Regions from separate parts of the Mus musculus genome. Here region 2 is linked to region 1. The links are chromatin contacts, called in public promoter capture Hi-C maps. All regions are on one chromosome and are shown on one strand. The core of a region is the stretch at or near the end of the contact, and the rest is flanking DNA. Distances in the headings are between cores, read along the strand shown. Region 1 holds the start of Tuba8 (tubulin, alpha 8). Region 2 holds the start of Aicda (activation-induced cytidine deaminase).

Region 1 (3,446 bases), core at 467-2,966:
ATGATTGATCATGGCAAGTAAGTGAAGTTGGTTGATGAAGCTGGAAGGGTAATGCTCATTCACTCTTCATATATGTGTGTATGTATATAATTCCTATATATTTAAATACATATTTATATCACTCTATAACAAAAAGCCTAAAAATAATAAAATCTATGTAGAGCCTTGGAAGTTTGAAGTAAGCCCCCCCCCTCGTTTTGTAGATGTGAAAAGCCAGCCAAGAGAAGTTTGATGACCTTCCCGAAGTGCTAGCCACATTGCCAAGTGCCCGAATCTGAACTCCTCCTACGGTCCCACACCTAGGACCTGAGCACAAGTGGTTTCCTCTGGTCACTCTCTCCTGCGTTGTCAAATTCTTCAAGATCCCAGGTGTGTCTGGAAGCATGCTTGGCGAGTGATAGGATAGGCTTAGAGGTAGGGCTGACAGGAGAGCCAGCGCCAGAAAGTCTTGGGCAATCTCCCAAATGAACAGCCAGAGGGGAGGAGGAGGGGTGGCAGGAGGAGGGGAAAAGGAGGGCGGAGGGGATGGGGGAGGGAGAAAAGAGGTGGGGAGGAGAGAAGGAAGGTTCTGGCCTGGCTGTTCTGTCACTGACACCAGAGCAAGTGGCTCAGAGAACCTGACCTTGGCCTGTGAGATACTCTTATTCTGCCCACCCCTCTCCACTCTAACCTTTCTGTCCCACTTCACTGCGGACACACCAGGGCTTCCTGGCGTGGGGGGAGGGGGGCGGGAGAGCAATGATTGAGGCCAACGTTAGTCCCCCGCAGGGGAGCTTCCCAGGGGCTTTGGCAGAGATGCTGTAAAGCTCGCTCTGAGGGGCTGTGAAGGTAGCAGCCGCTAGTGGAGACAGCAACTAATGAAGAAGAGTTGCTGCCTGGAAGCCAGAATAGAAAATAAAATGAAACGGCTTAGGTCCCCTGGTATCTGGGTCCCAAACTTCTGAGTCCCAAAGTCTTTTTGACTTTGACCGCCGGGAAAGGTGAGGAGCCTGCTCCAGCGCCAGGCGCTTGCGAAGCTGGTTTGGACCCAGCTGAAACTGAGGGTGCCCCAAACCCAAGCCGATGGCCGAGGAGCCAGCACTGGTGACAGGCACCTGGGAAACGTCTTGGGTCCATAACACCCAGCTCGAATTGAAGTTGCCCTAAACCCAAGCCGATAGCCGATGGCCGGGTGATGAGGGTGGAGAATGACCCCGGGAACGTGCCACTTTTGATTAGGTTTGGAGACTACTCCCCCAGGCCACCCAGGTCCAGACCACCTGTCCAGAATCCCTCGGCATCCCATTTCTTCTCACTCTGGTCCACGAGTGGCTACTCCCCCAGATTCTAACGTATCTCTCCACCGAGCTCTCCAGGTTCGCCCTCCTCTCTTTAGCGAGCGCAGATCGGTCTTAGGTCCCTTTAAGGATCCAATAGCCCCTGCTCTCTACATTCTCTACAAAATATTCTCACCCCTGGGAAACAAGACCCTTGACCCTGAACTGACCCACAGACCCTCCAGGAGACTTGGAGCCCAGTAGATCCAAAGCCACCCCACAGCTACCCCGTGGCCCCGCAGCTCTCTCCCCGGCACCTGCGCGCGTCCGGGGCCAGCCCGGGCGGGGAAGTCTCACCATCGTGGCCGCTCTCTTCGCCCGCTCGCCTCCCAGCTGGGCCTGCCCACCCCAACTGCTCCAGATACGGCCGCCTCCGCGGTTGTGACACACTGCGAGGGAGGGGGCCTGAGACAGACATGCTGGGCCAGCAGTTGCCCTGCAGCATCACAGTGCCCGCGGAGGGGAGGGACCTGGGTAGGTCACAATGGCACCTCCCCTCCCACCAGAGGCTCCCTAGTCCAGCCTGGCTGCTTCTCATGCCCGGAGCTGCCACTGAGCTCCTGAGCCTTGCAGTCCAGGAAGCAGTCCTGTGACCGCAACACACGTGTGCATACAAACCCCGCATCCACTCCGAGGCCACTGGAAAGCAGTGGAAAAATACTCCAAAACAAATGCTTGTTTCTCCCCCCAAATGTTCATAGTCGTCCTGCTGCCAACACTGGCTGGTGTGGTGGGAAGACACTAATCTGTTAGCCGGTCACCTCAGTCCAGGAGAGCCTGCAGGATCAGACCAGCCCGTGGTCAGAGCCCACGCTTCTGCTTCCACCACTGCCTGCCTGGTTACTGGAGAAGTCAGAAGATGGTATGCCTCTGCATCTGCATCTGCATCTGCTGCAAGCCCTCCATAGTAGATTCAGGGATTCAGCACTATTTTAAATACTCTCAGAATATCTCCATGATTCTCAAGTCTCTCCTCCTGACCCACTCCTACAAGAGCCTTTCCTACGTAATCCCCAAATGTGTCACTTTGCATGTACCCCAGAACATCAGGGTTCTCACTGCCTCTGCCCTGTTAGGACCTCCTCTTAGTGGCCACAGATGACACTGAAGAGCAAAGGATTTCTTCACCCTCCATCTAGTTGGGTGAGGATAGGGGCTCACCTAGCCTGTAACCCTGGCTGTCCTGGAACTTGCTTTGTAAACCAAGCTGGCCTGGAACTCACAGAGCTCCACCCACCTGCCTCTGCTTCCAAAGTGTGTGCTACCATGCTCAGCTTAAGAGCCTCTCTAGTTGCCCACATTACTAACAGGCTCCACAAGTCCCTTTGTCTCCAAGTCGGTTGGGGTTGGATGGTTCTTACACCTGAACTGCGACATGGAATTCCCTATCAAGGGCCACTTCATACTTAAGAGATATAACCCAGCTTTTCTTCCCTCCCTCTTTTCTCTGGCAACTTCCCACCACACAAGTCACTGTGGGAAGTTAAGAGTTCTTCAAGATGTAGGTGGAGCTGCTGTGGCCAGATGTTGGCTCTGTTTCCAAACATAGATGAAGACACACCTTTGCTTCTGTGCTCAGGAAGCAGCAGAGTAAAACTTATCTAGGTAGTAGTTTATTCTGTTGGCTCACCTTTCATGTATTTGTCTATGAGTTTCTTGAGGAGAGGATACATGTTTTAATCATCTTTGCATGTGAGAAAGTACTGAAAACACTTCCCACTGATACACGGCCTCCAAGCTGGAACTGCCTACCCCAAGGACTCCAGATAAACTGCCTCCACTGCTGTAACACACATGAAGAGTTCTGGGGACAAAGTGCTGGGCCAGCAGCATCACAGTGCCCACACAGAGGAAGGACCCAGGTAGGTCACAGTCTTATACTGTAATAGCTTAAAATTGGAGACTCAGTCAGATGGCGGTAGACACCTTTAATTCCACCACTCTGGAGGCAGAGGCAAGCAGATCTCTGTGAGTTTGAGGCCAGCCTGGTCTACAGAGTGAGTTCCAGGACAGCCAGAGCTGCACAGAGAAACCCTGTATCAATAATAATAATAATAATAATAATAATAATAGAGACTCACAGTTAAAACAAACATGGCAAATGCTCAATAAAGAATGGTTACTATTACT
Region 2 (3,280 bases), core at 693-3,192, 1.3 Mb before region 1:
GTATCCTTGGAGTTTAGAAAGGATGTGTCTCAAATAGAAGAGTTGTGTCTGAACCACAGGAAGATGTAATAGACTGTTTCTATTTTAAGATTCCAGCCACGGTGGGAGGAGCTGCACAGTCCTGACCTGTGGACTGGGCACCTCCATCCAGCACTCCCCTCAACTCTAGCTAGGAGCCTATTTCCAGCTCCCTCTCCTCGGGATGTCCCTCCCGGTAAGGAGGACTTTGCTAGGTGGTGTCCCAAACCTGTAGATCGCCAGCTGCTGAGACAGCTGTGCTCCTTGAGGCAGAACCTTAGCTGCTTCCCCAGCAATGCAAACCAGACTCAAGGGGTTAAAAATAATCCCAGCCTAGTAGCAGGGCTGCCTTGAGTTACCCGCTGCCCTTGCTCCAGTCCATGCCGTGCCATCCTGTGTCTCTCCACTGTCTTGTTTGCTTCTCCCTGAATCTCAGCCTCGTCTTTGCTTTGCATTTTGCCATGCTCATGCATTTCTCTCGGACCCTTCTCCATCAGGACATAGATCTCAGATTTGGTTTCAAAATTCACTATAAACCCAGAAGCAGCTCATGCTGTCTGCCTGCCTCCTGTGAACATTTGTTTGTTTGTTTGTTTGTTTGTCTGTCTGTCTGTCTGTCTGTTTGCTTTTTGAGGGCTCAGGATGTAATTAAGTGGCAGATTACTTGTCTAGCATGTGTGAGGTCTTCAATGTGGTCCCTGATAGGGGTGAGGGAGAGTGGGAGGAGGAAAGGGGGAGGAGAGGGAGGAGGAGAAGGAGGAGAAGGAAAAGGAAGAGGAGGAGGGGGAAGAGGAGAAGGGGCAAAAGGAGGAGGAGGAGGGAGAAGAGGAGGGAAAGAGATGGGGAGCAGGAGAAGGAGGAGGAAGAGGAGGAAGAGGGGGAAGAGGGGAAGGGGAAGAGGAGGGGGAGGAGGGAGAAGAGGAGGGGAAGAGATGGGGAGGAGGGAGGAAGAGGAGGAGGGGGAGAAGAAGAGGGGGTAGGAGAAGGGTAACAAAAAGAAAGAAGGAAGACAAGAAAGGAAAAATCTGGAATCTGAAGAACACCCTGCTACCATTAGCTATATTAACTCCATATTCTAAACCTCATAGCCAAACGGAAGTGAGCTCAAGTGTATGGGCTTTAGGCATAGTGACTCACACACTGGCAATAAATGTAAAAATCAAGAGAGAAATTTCTGATAATGGCTCATCATGAGCTGCATATAAAAGCTTTCAAGAAGCTAAGAAATCTCTGCATAGATGAATTAAACAGTAAAAATGTCACCAAGTGTCTAACAGTTGAGTCTATAACACTAAATTGCCTGTCTTAATGAAATTCTCTCCTTCAATAGACACCATTGTAATGAGTTGCAAGCAATTCATCTCAAATGTTTAGTTTTTTTTTTTTTTTTTTTTTTTTTGAGAAGTACAAATCTTCTTGCTATAACTAAATAATTCCTGTAAAGACTCCCCATGCGAGTCTTAAGATGTTGGATATTTGCCAAATAATTGTGAAAATAACCACTACTGTTTTTAGTAAGGAGTTGCTACGACCTCTTTGTGGCGCGGGCCTCTAAGGCTTCGCTGTTATTACCACAAGCCGGCTCTAGCTCTGCCCAAATCTCAGGACAAGTCAAGGCTTCCTATCTCTAGCAACACAGAGAAGAGAGAAACCGGGGGAAGGGAAGAACTTCGTGGTCAGAGTTAGGTCCAAAACCCAAAAGACCTGAGCAGAGGGTGGCAAGCAGACGAGGAAATTCGCGCACTGACAGGCAAAGCCTCCATCCAGACAGGCAGCCAGCACTACTGGAGCACATGCACAAGCAGATGAGACTGTCTTGTTACCTGTCCATATCGGTCTCCAGCGTGACTTTCTTGACTCCCTCAAAGTCTTAGGCCAAAGGAAGCTTGCTTCAAGCAAGGCTGCTTCAGTGCTGTTGTGTGACAGAGCACTGGCCCCTGGCATTCAAATCTGAGCTTGCTCTTGTGGGCTCCTCCCCCACGACAGCATCACTACCACCAGGTATCCAACATCTGCCTCCTGGGTTGGGTCCAGTAAAGATGGGCGGGGCTGTGGTGGGCAGAGCCACACGGATTAAATGATTGGGGGGCGGGGGGCAGTTCTGCTCATGCTTAATGTCCAACTTCCTTCGAGGCTGTTCCTCTAAAAAGCCAGCCCAGGTACCACAGGTAACAAAGATCAGGAGACAATAGCACTGGACACTTTTCACATTGGTATCATGATAATGAGCTCTGTGAGTGTGTGTGTGTGTGTGTGTGGGGGGGTCCCAGGTATCACACCTAAGGTCTGTGCATGCTTCCTAATTTTAAAATTGTGATAACAAGAATGATAGCAGTCATAGTGACTTAAAGTGGCCTTAAATGCATCTTGTGCTTCTTGAACTTACAGTATCTGTTCCTTCCGTTTGTTACACTCAGTTTTATGCCTCAGTAGAGATGGGGGTTGACCACCACAGCATCCAGAGAGTGAACTTTAGCCTCCTAATTCTCTAATATATTTTTCTTTTTTTAAAATGACATTATAAGATAGCTAGAAAGACTAGTTGCTTGCACCAAAAAGTGATTTATTTTAATTTTGTGTGTGTGTGTGTGTCAAAAAGTATTTTTTTTTTAAAAAAGAACTCTTTTTCCTCATTAAAAATACCTTACTGGAGGCCTGGAGAGCTGGCCCAGTGATTAAGAGCACTTATTTCTATTGCAGAGGACCAGCAGGCGGTTGAAAGCCACCATGTGTGGTTGCTGGGATCTGAACCCTGATCATCTGGAAGAACATCCTTTGCTTTCTTCCTTCCTTCCTTTCTTATACTCTTCCTTCCTTCCTTCCTTCCTTCCTTCCTTCCTTCCTTCCTTCCTTCCTTCCTTCCTTCTTTCCTCCCTCCCTCCCTCCCTCCCTCCCTCCCTCCCTCCTTCCTTCCTTTCTTCCTTCCTTCCTTCCTTCCTTCCTTCCCTTCCTTTTTTTAGATAGGGTGTCATTATGTAGCTCCTCTGGCTGGTCTGGAACTTTCTATATAGACCAGACCAGTCTTGAGCTAGAGACTGGATCCCGTTGCATGCACACAGCACATGCCCCTGCCCCTATTTTGTTGCTGTGAAATCTCTCTGTGCAAAGTCTCATAGTTCAGGACTTGGCTTACTCCCTGGCAGTTTAGCCTTCCCTGGATATCATATCTGAAATGTTAATGAGCCCCCATCCTCCTTCTTCCTCTAATTAATTTCCTCTGCATTATCACATCACTATCAGAGACACAATTTCCCTCACTAGT

The links. Promoter capture Hi-C pulls out the DNA fragments that hold promoters and counts their contacts.
Region 2: a promoter capture Hi-C map of hippocampal neurons shows a contact between it and region 1, with 4 times the contacts expected there. The contact joins the promoter of Aicda here to the promoter of Tuba8 in region 1. A contact is called at or near these places in 2 of 39 promoter capture datasets (hippocampal neurons and stem cell-derived epiblast-like cells) and 2 of 115 datasets of contacts at active chromatin or transcription factors (embryonic stem cells and trophoblast stem cells).

The regions. Positions count from the first base shown.
Region 1 is chr6:121,209,004-121,212,449 of GRCm38.p6, reverse strand. Tuba8 (tubulin, alpha 8) reads right to left here and starts at 1,716. Exons shown (of 5, transcript NM_017379.2): 1 at 1,614-1,716. The coding sequence starts at 1,616.
Region 2 is chr6:122,552,471-122,555,750 of GRCm38.p6, reverse strand. Aicda (activation-induced cytidine deaminase) reads right to left here and starts at 1,942. Exons shown (of 5, transcript NM_009645.2): 1 at 1,842-1,942. The coding sequence starts at 1,849.